Linked DNA regions of Oryctolagus cuniculus: region 1 is linked to region 2. Evidence: chromatin contacts called from public Micro-C data. All regions are on one chromosome and are shown on one strand. The core of a region is the stretch at or near the end of the contact, and the rest is flanking DNA. Distances in the headings are between cores, read along the strand shown. Region 1 overlaps TCF4 (transcription factor 4). Region 2 overlaps TCF4 (transcription factor 4).

Region 1 (7,025 bases), core at 3,335-5,834, 60 kb after region 2:
TACGAACGCCTGCTCTGGTTGACTTAGGCATAGAGGAGCCCAGCGGAACTCATCCCTGACACTTACCCTCCCCAGCATACCCCAAGACTCCTTGCTGCATCCCCCATTTCAGAGACCACCAGTATCAAGACAGGCTTAGCCCAGTCTCTCTCTTTTCAGCAGCTTTTTAATGAAATAAAATTTACCAAAAGAATATTCATGGGTGAGGAGACACCTTTCTATTTAACTGACATGAAGCTTGTGAAAGCTTTTCCCATTTAGGGCTTCATGAATCCAACTAATATTGTTTGCCTCGCTAAGAGTTGAGACCATTGAATTTTAGCTTCCAGAAATACCCCAGAAGTCAGTTAACCCATTGCCTTTGTTTTGCTTCTGAGGAACTGAGGCCTAGAAAGGGGAAGTGACCCAACCCTGGGGAGTCACCAGTTAATGACAAGCTGGGATTTGAAAGCAGATCAGCCATCAACTAGAACCACATGCTTTGTACCGTGTCCCACAGTGCTGCAACAGACATCATCCCTAGCAACTTCAAAACCGTAACAGGTATTGCAAGCCATTCTGCTACTGTGGCTTAGCTAATAGAACCCCAGAGAACTCAGTTTCCCTTGGCTCCCTGCAACAAGATGCAGTTAGCTCTGCCAATGGGCTAATGAGAAGAGCGTCGTGGAGACTGATGTGGTATTCTGGTGGCATTTACTGGTAGGCAGTCACAAGAACAGCAGACCTCCTTGCTCCTTCTTGTAGACCTCCAACAAAGGGATGATCAGTCTAGGCATCGTCTTCCATGTCACTCCTCGGATTTCCACAGATTCGCAATGCCATCCTAGAGTGCCAAGTGCATTTGAGCACATATATCTAAGCAGTTATTGCTATAACATCTCAGGGACCTCCGAGATCATCTCCATCCCAATCCGCTACAAATTGCCTGCCAAGCAGTCAATAAGCTTCTGTCAGCCTCCTTCCTGCAGGTGTGAGTCCCTCCAAACACCCAGAAAGTCTGTTTCTATCAGGTATTTGACAATTCTTCATATGTCCAGCTCCAGTTTGCTTCTCTGCTTAGTCCTTATTGTTCTCCCCCAAACCCAACCCAGCAGACACTGGCAAAACGTTGAGCTACTGAAGATGGTATATTCAGGGGCACTTTTTTTTTTTTTTTGGGCTAAATATCTGTTTCTTCAATTACTGACCCTAGAAAATGTTTTGACTCTCCATGATGAGCCTTGTGACTTTTTGGTACATTCTGCATAATTTATCAAAGTTTTCCCCACTCCAAAGGACCTTTATTGTGTTTAGCCTAAAACTGAACACAGTGCTCTAGAAATCTCCAGGGTGAATAAGGGTGGGTATACTACTTCCTCCATTCATTACATTATATCTTCACTAAGGGCACCCAACAAAATCTTATTTGCTGTTGTTAAAGCCTCATCATTCTGCTGACATACTGACCTTGTAATCAGCTAAAATCTATAAACCACAAGTCTCTCAGCTATCCTTGTACACTTTTTATTGTACCTGTGCGAAATTCCCCATAACCCCCTTGAACTTCATGGTACAGATTTCAATCTGTTAGTCTAAAGGTCTACACTGGGTCCCCATTCCGTCACATCCTCTGTCAGCTGTGTTGTTAACGAATGTGCTGGGTGCCAGTCATGTCCACATCAAAGCCAGTAATGAAAATGTTGAGCCATGATGCTCAGCACCACAGACATTCCACTGCTTCATACCCCAAATGGCCACAACAGCTGAAGCTGGGCCGAACCGAAGCCAGGAGCCAGGAGCTTCTTCCGGGTCCCCCACATTGGTGCAGGTGCCTAAGCACTAGGCATTCCCAGGTGCATTAGCAGGGAGCTGGGTGGGAAGTGGGGCAGCCAGGAATCTAGCCAGCACCAGTATGGGATGTCAGCACTGCAGGCAGCGGCTTTACCTACTAAGCCACTGTGCTGGACTCCAGAACTCTTAAATAGCCTGAAGGGTAGAATTTCACTCCAGATCTTAGTCCTCAGCATCATATTACAATGCCTACTATATTGGTGGGATTTTTTTTTTTTAAATTAGGATAGTTGCCTATTTCTTGTCCACCATCTCTTCAATTATCCTAATTGCTAATCTCCTCAATTATCAGATATTTTTCTCTTTTAAAGATCTATTTATTTATTTGAAAGAGTTACAGAGAGAGGAGAGAGACAGGGAGAAAGAGAGTGAGCGTTCACTTCCCAGATGGCCGTAGCAGCCAGAGCTGCACCAGGCTGAAGCCAGGAGCTCCTTCTTGGTCTCCCAGGTGGGTGGCCGTGGCCCAAAAATTTGGGCTGACTCCCGCTGCTTTTCCCAGGTCATTAGCAGGGAGCTGGATCAAACATGGAACAGCTAGGATTCGAACTAACACCCATATGGGATGCAGGCATCAAGGGCAGCAGCTTCACCTGCTATGTCGCAATGCCAGCCCCTATCAAATATTTATAAGAGCATTAGCAACCTCAACTCAAAGTTTTTCATTCATACTAATATTGTACCTTTTTTTAAAAAAACAGAAAACTTAAAGAAAAAAATAGAGGGAAACTGTTTTAGCCAATTTGATACTTTAGCATTATTTTAAAGAAAAAATCAAAATGTTTTGAAGACAGTGGTAGTAGTGACGCTCAGCACAGCCCCTGAGTTAAGTGGTTAGGACACCATGCACACCCAGATCTCACATCAGTGGGCCTCAGCTGGATGTATCCCCATCTCCTTCCCCACCCCCTCTACCTATTGGCTCTACATTCTGGCCATGTGACAGAGAAACAGTCAATCTGCCTTGGGTGTCTACCCCCAAGCCTTAGTCTCTGTATGCCAGTTTTCTCATTTTCCCCACTAAAGTACGTATTCAGTATCCTGGAGCCATGAACTTTAAATGAATGAATAAGAAAAACCTTGTTTTCCTAATTTTAAAATATATACATAGAGGGGCTGGCACTGTGGCATAGCAGGTAAAGCTGCTGCCTGCAGTGCCAGCATCCCATATGGACTCTGGTTCGAGTCCCAGCTGCTCCACTGCTAATCCAGCTCTCTAGTGTAGCCTGGGAAAGCAGAAGAGGATGATTGGAGTACTTGGGTCCCCATCCACATGGGAGACCTGGAAGAAGCTCCTGGCTCCCGGCTTTGGATAGCCCAGCTCCAGCCGTTGCAGTCATCTGGGGAGTGAACCAGCAGATGGAAGACGTCTCTGCCTCTCTGTAACTCTGCCTTTCAAATAAATAAATAAATCTTTAAAAAATAAAAATAAAATATATGCATAAAATACATATTTGAAACAGACCCCTCCAAGAATAACTACATAATATTTCTGTATTGTTTTCTTCCTACATTGAGGGAGGGATAAGCAGATACATTTGTAATACCCTGGTAATCATTTTTTTAACTGAATTTTTATTGGATGCAAAGACCCAATAATAAACTTCTCATGGCTTGGAATAGGCATAACCCTTGCATTTAAAAAATGTAATATTCCCTTTGTTTTCTCTGTATAATAGATTTGTTTTCTCAATATAGTAGATTTTCGAGGGAGAAGAGTATTGTATGTATTAGAAAATGCACATGTGTTCAGTCACTCATTCTGCATCTGCTATACTTCCGAGACCATCACAGATGCATAAATGTGCAAGAAAAAGTCTCTCATCTTATAGGCCTTTTATCCTGGTCGGGTAATAGTACAGTATATGTCTAATTATAATGCAAGAGAATTACTCAGTGACCTAACCAGTGATTCAGACAGCTAGGAAAAGCTTCTTAGAGAATGTGTCATTGTATCATTGACCTTCTATTAGTGTCTATGTAGAATTTCAGCAGTAAGAGATACATAGAAAAGGCATTGCAGAGCCATAGAATAAACATGATTTAAAAAAAAAATGAAAATAAAGGCTGTAATGTGCCCAAATAGAAGTAAGAGATGTGCCTGATGAGTCTGTCTGTCGCAGCTCCCAGCTAAGGCTGCACTGGGAGAAAGCCACTCCTCCACAGCACCGCAGTTCCAGCAATTGGCTCGGATATTGCACATGAGAGTCCACAGGAAGAGCGAGTCTTCGTGTGTATTTTTTATGTCCAAATTAAATTAACTCATGGAATTTTCCACCCTTAGGAATTAAAGTAGCAGCTCATGAAGTAATTCAGTTATGTCATTCATACCAAAACAGAAAATACTGGAGCAACTTGGCACTGTTTAAAAGCCAAGATTAGGCCTTGGCCATTTTGTATTTTTTTCAGATTCTGTGGCCGTTGTGTTATTTTAACTTTTATTGTGGCTGTAAATTCTTCAAATCAAAAATATCTTAATTGCTTAGAAAGCACGAGTGTAAACTGGACTCGTCCTAAAAAGAGGATTCAGGCGGGGCAGCCTCAGAAGTGAGGGTTGAAAGATAGAGTATCACATTTTCTGTAGCACGAGGGCTTTCTGTATCTAACTGGTTGACATTCACAGTTGTACGTAATTATAGCTTCCTCTGTCTCCATAAATCATTGCAGAACTGCAAAGTTGAGTTTAACCAAAAGATCTGGCCGGTATTAGTTAAGTGACATCTTGGGGGAAGCATTGTCCTGATACAATAGCCACATTCGTTTCAAAGCACTTAATTGGACATATTGTCAAAAACTACAGTATTGAATTTCCACATTTTAATTTTGCATTTGCCTTCTCCCCAGCTTCTGCACATGGACGGGTCTCGTTTGGAACTGAAAGTGTGTGAAAGTTATTGGAGAATGGTAGTCTCTGGGTAATGTTTCTGTAAGCTGCCCAAATTTTCCCCCTGTAGTCTAGATGGGAAACAGCTGGGTTTTGTTTAAAAAGCTGTTTTGTGAAATATCTGAATCTTGAGATGCAGAACTGAGGTCACTGTTAAAGCAGGTGCTCTTGAACAAGTGAGAAAGGACTCAAGGGGCCCATCAGCCCTGTAGTCTTCTACAGGGTACTTCCTTTTAGAAAAAAAGGTATTGACGCTTGCACCTTTATTTAGGACAGACACCGATATAAGTAATTGCATTAGCAATGCTGTTAGAAATTGGTATCTTTGATCATTGTCAGCCCTTGAATGCGAGCTTAGCCACATACAAAACAAAGCAAAATGGTCATTCCCCTCACAAAGCTTCCAGCTGAGGGTCCACGCACTGGTCTTCTTGGGAGATTAGAATTGCTTGCATTTCCTCTTTAGACATAACAACAGGAAGAGAACGAGAGCTACCCTTTCAACTAAATAGGGCCTCAGCTGACCGTGTCTTCCGAGCTCTTCAATGCAGTCTAAGGAAAAGGGAGAAAAGAACTGTGACTTGGCAAGACCGGTCCCCAAGCAGTTCTGAGAAAAGCAGTGCAAGAAACATGTGGAAGCACTAAAGTGCAGTGCACGTCAGGTATCCACTCGTCTGAAGATGAAAGGAGGTTAGCCTCCTCCCCCGGGAGCTGGAGGTTATTAGCAGCTGTTTATCCAGTCGGGAATCGAGATTAACATTGCAATTTTTTTTTTAAGAACCAGAAGAAAATTTGTTTGGGAAGTTGGCTCTTCATATCAAGTAACTGTGCACTGCCAAAAAAAACTTCCTTTCTCAGAACTCATGTCCTAGAGTTGAGCAATGTTATGATTCTCTGAGAAACCCTGGATTACCCAAAAGTCTATCTCCATTAAGTAAAACAGAGGGGAGCGAAGAAAGGGATGGATGCTTGCCATTGACACACTCCACTCTGTTCTTCCCAAGGTGGACCTTGCTGTTCGGTGTGTTACCTGTCCTTCAGCCTGAGCCTTGGGGGGACGTTCTGCCCCTACTCCTCCATCCTGCTTGGTCTCTGCCACTCTGAGGCTTACTCACATGGGCTTGGTCTGTGCCTATTGCTGTGAATGTCTGCAGGAGATGCAGGAGCTGCTTCCTACTCTATAATATTTTATTGCACCTTTCCGTATCCCCCCCAAAAGAAAAGTTGGATATTGGGGGTTTTCCCCCTGATTTAATGATACTCTTAATGTCATTTTCTTTTATTAAATCCTTTCTTTTGCTTTTGATCTTATTTATAGCAGAGCCACTGGTCATATGGAAGCTATTATTGTATAGCAGGGAGATGAAAGACTTCACTGCAGTTAAATAAGAGTGAATCATTGGGGCCAGTAATGCACACATACAGTGAGGTACCATTTGTGTCCACAGCGCCCTGTGTTGTTCACTTTGTAGGAAAGCCATTGAGATTTATAAAGGGCTTTTCCAAAATCTACATTTGGTCAGAAATATGTATTCTGACAACATGGAAACACATGTTAGTACATAGTCCTTAGCTGCTTGTGTCTTCATACACACACAGTTACTTAAAGAATGCTACTTATTGATGGAAAAACAAATTTTCATTTGCAATTGAGATGTTTATTAGTGTTATATGTCAATTTTTAAAATATGCATCTAGGAGTGCATATTTGGTGAAGTGGTCGGGATGCTGCTTGGAATATTCATATCCCATACCCGAGTGTCTAGGTTCAACTTCTAGCTCTGCTTCCAATCTAGCTTCCTGTTAATTTGCACCCTGGGAGGCAGCAAGTCATGGCCCAAGTACTTGTCCCTGTGACCCACATGTGAAGCCTGGATTGAGGGCTTGCATCCTGATGTTGGCCCAGCCTGGCTCCAGATGTTGCAAATGAAAAGTCTCTCTGCTTCTTTATGTAAAAATGCCACCTTCTTCCTGTAGCAGTCTTTGGCTTCCCAATCAAATATAATTTCATCACCCTTTCATACCCTACATAACCTTGTATTCTTTGTGGCATTCATCTTATTTTATCCTCTGTAGAAATTATATCATCCCATCATTAAATGTAAGTACCTGTAGAATATTAGGTGTCTCTCTTCTTTAGTTTTTCCTTGAAAATGCCTAAATAGTGCCTTGTATATTGAGACACTCAAGCAGCATTTGTTGAATTAAATGAAATGTTTATTATTGGATGGAAACACACCCAAGGTGTGTTTGACAATATCACATTTTAGATTTCAGATGTCATCTCACAGATGCATGTCATGTGATATGTGCC
Region 2 (6,835 bases), core at 1,234-3,733:
TGCGTGAAATTGTTTTCATAGAGTCTCCTCAGCGTGTAATGCCTTTTAAAACAGCATACCGTTAGCAAAATTGTATTTATAAGTCTATAAATCCCAAGGCACCTTCTTTATGTTTCTTTCAAAGTGCATTCTGATTTTCCTGGCTCCCCTTTGATCCCTGTCGCATGACGTGCACCCCTGCATTCTTACTCACGCTCTGTTATTCAGTTGTTCCTGATCTCAGCTGCACGTCATCTTCACTGAGAGACATAGCCCTCGGAGCCCTGTGCCTTCCCGGGCCTCACCTGCCCACAGCTTTCCTCATACCTGTCTCTCTCCCTGCTCTGCTGCTCTCCTTTCCCACACAGTCTCCTTACGTTGATTCATTTTCCTGGCCTCTGTGGATTTTCAGTGGTTTTAGTGTTTACACAGTGAAGAGGGGCAGTGAGGTGGACATGATGGTGAAGTTTTTGTTTTTGTTTTATTTTAAACCAGATGGTTTTTATTTCATCCTGTTCTGTCATTTCACTGTTCCAAATTGATGTTAGATCAGTGATGAGGTTTTTTAAGGATTAGTTTTTATTAAATCTTGATTTTCATGTTGTGTTAACCTTCCCCTCAGACAGAGCACCTTAGTCCTTTTCTTTCTGTCCATTTGACTGGTTAGTTTTAATAACCCGGTCTCTCAGGGCCTTAATTTATCCTCTGCTTCCTGCCCCTTTCATCCATCTCTTATTTATTGCTCGGTTATCCTCACGTCACCTTATATCTTTTCTTCTTCTGTAATTCTTGAGTTCACAAGATCTTCCCCTAAATGCTGCTAACATAATGCTGAGAAAGCAAAAATTGGGCAAGAGGAAATTTGTGATTAATGCTGTCTGCTGAGGACTTGGGAAAGTCTGCTTAAATATTTAAATTCTACCAGTTTTCCCCTGGACTTGTGGCGGTCATGATTTTAGGTTGTAGGGACATAAAGGCAAGAGTACAGATAACCTAAAATTACTACTTATTTGGAGGCGAAAACCTTTCATAGAAATTTCCAAGAGGGAAAGTGTCCATTTTTAGCAGACAAACTCAGTTGAACCCACTGACCAGCAGGCTGGGTCACAGGGTGTGTGTGTGTTTGTGTGTGTGTGTGTCTGTCCGTCCTGGGAGTAGGATTGGAGGTGGTTAATGAGAGGGTATTCCATGGCCAGCCACCGTTGCTTTCAGTGAGTTTCAGGTGGCTCCTGCTGGCCTGCAAAGAAATAGGCACTTGGGTCAGAGTAACGACAGATCCGAAACTCAGCAGAGATGGTTCATCTCTCTCTGCCCCCACTTTCAAGCCATCTTCTTTCTTCTCTGCCTTTTTCACCATTTCTACCTCAATTCCACGTGTCCTTTCCAAACCCCTTCAACTTTTTTTGTCTTTTCCTTTACTTTCTTTGCCTTCCTGCTACCAAACAGTTAAAGAATTGCAGTACATTGGAGCCTTTCCTCTCCACAACGCAAGTCCGCACGAGATGCTTTTATCAACTGGGCTCTCTTTAGTAGCATTGGAATTCCAGGAAAAATGCCAGACATTTTGAAAAATAAATATGTAAAGGACAACTACATAATCCCACACCGGAAAGACCACCACGTCTACTCTGTGCAAACGGCAGTTAGGGAGAAAAGCCTCCCCCAGCCCCAGGAGGTGACAGGAGCTGGGAGTGGCAAGAGGCAAGCTTCTAATCGTGGACCAGATGCTGCTGGATCCGGGGGGATGCCTGGCGCTTGGTCATTTGGGTGGCTGGGCCTGTCCCACCTCCCAGTCTCCATGCCCTCCCCCAGCCTCATCCTGGGCCCTCCCACCCTGAGGCCAGCCCCAGGCCTTGCGGCACACATCTGCCGGTCTGAGTTGCATGGATCCAGCATGCAGTTGCTGCTCTCCCTCCCCCGATGAATTCTGTGCTGTGGTCCTGCTTGCTCCTTGTCTGTCAGATTGCACTTCTGATGCTGTCAGCCATGTCTGACCAATCAGCAAACAACACTACAGGATGAAATTTAAACAATGCAGATGCTCAGATACAGGGTTATGTTGCCTGGACCACGAAGGGAAAGCAGAGGTAAGGTCAGAGTCTCCCCAGAGTGGGTTAACCCGAGCCTGCCTGGCTTGACAGCCCTCGCGCGGCACTGCGCTGCCCTCTGCTTTGCCTGTTTCTCTCGTCCCCTGCCAGTCACCAGAACTTTCCTCTCCATTCGCTGCCCTGCGATCTTTCCTCCCTGCCTTTATCCACTGCCTTTTCTCTTGGATCAGTGCTGTCATCACGAATGTGCCTGACTTGCCGGGAGGCTGAGGGTACTTGTAAATGCCACCTGGTTCAGGTCGGAGGAGGAGAGCACTGCTGTGGCCAGGGTGAACGGGTGGGGTGAATAGGCCTTCTGGATTGTCCCTGTGTGGGACAGTTGAACGCGTTGTTAGGGTACCACCATGGTTTTCTTTCTTACCGCTGAATGCATTGGGTTGTCAGTGGGGTTTCAATCATCTTTTGGGGGGGAAATGGGTTACTGTGAAGAAACATAAATAGATGCGTCCTAAAATGAAGATGAATCAGCCTGTCCTTGAGGGTTTTGGGAGAGGAGAACAAGAGCTGATGTCTGTCCCCCTTTCTGCAGTCCACGGTGGAGCTGCCTGGCTGACTACTTGCAGAGGGAGGAATGGGAGCGCCATGCTCTTCTGTTTTAAGTATTGAGTTGGTCCTTTTACAACTTCTAGTGTTTACAGGGTTCTGCGCTCCCTACCCTCGTCCCATCTGGAAAATATTTAAACTTCATAAGATCTATAAGACTAAAATATCACATATAATGGGATAGGCAGAAGGAAGAAAAATTAGACCCATTGCGTGTGTTTAGAATAAGTCAGTTGTTTGTTCAGAAGCGGCTGCTAGAGGAATTGGAACAAATAGCTGTGTGTGGTGAAGGGTTTGGTCCAGAGCTGCACATTTCACCACAGAATGAGCCTTGGTTTGTAAAACTGACATTCTGTTGTGACTTCCAAATCCAAACAAATCTCTGCAAATTTCTGCCCGATCGAGTTAATAAGAAAATATATACATGCAGAGGCGAGAGCCGTATGCTACTTGTAGTTCTGTCAGTGCCGGTGGAAATAAGAGACGGATTTTACCTACTGTGTTACATGCCCCCAGCATTTGTCGGGACCTCCAGCTCTGCGGCTTTGCATGATTTTTTTCCCACTTCTATAAGAACAATGTGATGCAAAAAGAGCCTCAGGAAAGGAGGCAGCAAGGATTGGGGTCACTTTTCTTCTAATTGCCTCATAATTGGGGACTGGTTTCCACTTTCCCACTATCTCCCTGGCAGGGAGAGAGGAAGACAGATGTGGTTTAGCTGGAAAGAGCTTTCTCCAGGCCGGATGTGCTGCGGGACCAGGGGGGTCGTTCCCTGCTCCAGGCCTGTGATCTGCTTCACACCTGCGCTCATTTTCCCCCATGATCGATGACCTTGTATTAACCCAGAGTGACCTTTTGCCTTTGCCTGTTCCCCGGGACGAGCTCTTGGCTAGTGGGCTCTCCTTTCGCTCTGATTTACAGGTGGTTACTGGAGCCGCATACACTTGTTTTTCATGGTGCACAGTGCACTTAGCAGCCCGGCAAGACCTGCAATTTCATCCCTCTCAAGGGGCAGAGAAGGGGGCTGGAAGGTGGGGGTGCAGCCAGAGAGGTTGCTGTTTGCATGTGCGTTTCTATTTTGTGGCTCATATGGTATCAATTACCATTTGATGGCAACGCCAGGCCTGAGGCCCTTTGCATGTTTGTCCTGTGAGAAAGATCTGGAAGAACCGACATATGGTTTTGATTGCAGCAATTGCAGGTTGATAGAATGAACGCAGGGGTGAGGTGGGTGGGTTTTCCTTCCGGCCCTTTCCACTCTGGGTTGCTAATGTGCTTTGCTTGTGGAACTGGTCTTTTCATCATCCAGCCCCTCCCCACTTTCCCCCTGTCTCCCCCTCTCCAGCTCCCTACCACTTCACATTCCCTGCCCCTGCCTCCTCGGGACTTCCAAATCCCCGCCAGGAACATGTGGCCCACATCAGGGACCTTCAATTAAAAAAAAAAAAATTGTCCACTCTTTTGTTAAAATCCCAGAGCAGGTCCGTCCATCACAATGACCAGAAGTGTACCAAAGCTGAAAACCAAATGGGGTTGGGGGCTGTGTAGCCTGCAGAAGCTCAGGACATGTTTCTAAATGGCTATTAGTTCAGGTTGTTAAGCATTGAAATGATGCTGAAAAATAGCAGTGATAGAGAGTAGAGTGTGTGTGTGTGTGTGTGTGTGTGTGTGTTGCCTTTACTAGAACTCTTGGGATTTATTTGAGTGGGTGCTGCATTGCTGCATAGGGGCAGGAGGACTGTGTCGAGGAGTTGTTTGAGGTTCTGTCTTCCTACACATTGCAAGCACTAAAATGGAAACGCGGGGATGACGTCTCTGACTCCATGAGCATTGCTGTGCAGAAGGGACTTGTTGGAGGCCCATCTCCCACAAACAGTGACTGCTCTCTCACTAAGTTAGCAACAGTAGGGGTTACCCAGGAAGCCTCCTCAGTACTGTGGCCCACCAGGTTGGCATCTGAGCGTGCCAAGGGAAGGTCCTGTTTTGGGGGACAGAAGCAAAGCGGAGAGAACATTATAGACAACTTTCATGCGACCCATGACTTGTTTGTTTGTATCCAAGTATCATTTTTCTATGATGCTTTCAAATTCAGGTTCCATAATCAGATCTACAAAAGGGGGACTTCTTTTCTGAGGTGGTGACATTTTCACTTTGGCTATTGTGTTTCAAGGTATTACAATCAGGAATCATTGTAGTTTGAAAAGATAGTGTGGTGTCTTGTGAGTTAATGTTGCCATTCACATCTTCCAGCTTTTAAATTGGAAGCCTGCAAACTTGGTGGGATCCCTTCCCTCACAAAATAAAACACGCCCCCTAAAAGTTTTGAAAAAAAAAAAAAGATGAATTATTAGTTCTGAAGGCTGGCTTTTGAAACCTAACCATCATACTTGACACACTTGTTCCCATTTATTTCCATATTGGAGCTGATCTTTAGAGAAAGGTAGTAAAAACTGAAACCTTTAATTGGTGACTTAAATTGTAGGGAGATGTCTTATGTGATAGACCCTGGAAAAAACCCACCATATTTTTACAATGGTTACTAACTGCTTCATAAGACATTTGTCTAACACTGTTTTTTTCTTTCTCTTTACATTGTACACATTGGTCTGCTAAATGATTATCATTTTTTTAAATAATCTCGATAATGATTAAATTTTGCCATTTTATATTTCTTCTACAAGTGAATAAAAGCTGTCCTTTGAAATATGTTTGAATGCAGAGCAACTAACGACTGATTTGCTGCAGCCCAGTGTTTTAAGAGTAACTACTTAATTATTTGATATTTCACACACAAACATATCTAACTTAAAGTCATAATTCAGTTTGATAACTTAACACTTGACATTTCTTCTTCTGGCTTGTGCCACTATTAGTTACTTTCAAAGAGTGATGTATTCAGAAGCCCAATTTGGTGATTTTTTTTTTTTTAACATCTTGCAGTCCTGTAATGTGTAGTATCAGTGGTTCATTGCAGAAAACACGTGGTGTATGGGTTGTAAGCTTGTCTTGGAACACATTGGGTCACTTAACAGCAGCTGTGCTGGAGAGATATTTGATTTGAGAAGACTTTGAATCTTCTCAGCCCTAACGTTATTCAGGTTTTGAAACAGGAAAATGGAAAAGAATTTTAGGGAAGAGAGAGATATCTCAGCCTTCAAAGAGGGCATAGGTAGAGATCTTTCCAGTGCTCCCTGAAATTAACCAGCATTCCTTAACTGCCTCGCCTCCCAGGACCGGGAGTCTGGTGGGAAATGTGGGTTTGTGTTTGTAGAGACAAACTACAGAGGCAAGAGATAGTGTTCGATACTGGCTAGAGGCTTCTTGCCTGACATTAATTCAGTTTTCAGATTGAAATTTAGAAAAGCTTACAGAGGAGGCAGCCTTTTAAATAGACATTTTCTTAAAAGAACAAAAAAGAAAAAGAAAAAACAAAATAGCCAGCCATTGCTATTAAAATCTGATTCAGTCTTCTTAGATATTACTCCATTCCATGTGTCCTTTTAAAATGATAAAATTTGTGTAGCCACCAATGATGCTAAAGGGTTCAAAGCTCCTCCATGTGTTTTTTTTGTTTGTTTGTTTTAGTTTGTAGTTATACACTAAGGGAGAAATATTTATAAAATTACGGATTTTTAAAGTATGTAAACATCTATCAGGCAGACCACCTTGAATTAGAAAATTCTTTCTATAAATTGATAAAAAAGAATGCCTGTAGGATTCCTCAGAGTGGGGACTTTTGCTTTTTTGTGCAGTTCTCTCCTGCACAGGTGCCAAGGACTTCTTTGTCTTGATCTCAGACCCCCAGCCTTAGACTCGGATGCCTTGGCAGGGGATGCATCACGTCCACAGAAGATCACTCCTTGGTATCCATTTGTGGCAAATACCCACTTTCCTGTCCACAAGGAAGACATTGCTAACTTCCAGAAGGGCAGTGTCATTGAGGATCAGGAAAGTACACAGTCTGCCAGCTCTAAGATTGTACTCAGACTTTATGAAATCTCACTTTTGAACAGAATTTGAACCTTAGAGGAAAAAATATTAGACATGCTGGTTGTCTTTTCTTTTCTTTCTTTCCTATTTGCAAATCATGGCTTCCTGGTCCTGAGGGAAGAGGAAAAAATCCTCAAAGGATAGGCTCAACAGGCTTCCTGGACATCAAATAGTTTGTACAAAACAACATTCTGATGACTTGCATGTAAATAAAT

Evidence for each region. Hi-C and Micro-C count contacts between places; a contact is called where the count stands out from the background.
Region 1: a Micro-C map of ear pinna shows a contact between it and region 2, with 1.7 times the contacts expected there. The contact joins two enhancer-like sites. A contact is called at or near these places in 4 of 6 Hi-C or Micro-C datasets (ear pinna, psoas muscle, skin fibroblasts and 1 more).

The regions. Positions count from the first base shown.
Region 1 is chr10:23,064,732-23,071,756 of mOryCun1.1, forward strand. The region is part of intron 14 of TCF4 (transcription factor 4); the gene reads left to right. Among named protein-coding and RNA genes, the nearest start is that of CCDC68, 270 kb to the right of the region's middle. Within about 2 kb of position 4,585, at least 3 of the 8 cell types and tissues checked have an H3K27ac peak or open chromatin away from gene starts, as enhancers often do. A contact at or near this core is called in ear pinna, where this site is marked.
Region 2 is chr10:23,007,233-23,014,067 of mOryCun1.1, forward strand. The region is part of intron 7 of TCF4 (transcription factor 4); the gene reads left to right. Among named protein-coding and RNA genes, the nearest start is that of TCF4, 310 kb to the left of the region's middle. Within about 2 kb of position 2,484, at least 1 of the 8 cell types and tissues checked has an H3K27ac peak or open chromatin away from gene starts, as enhancers often do. A contact at or near this core is called in ear pinna, where this site is marked.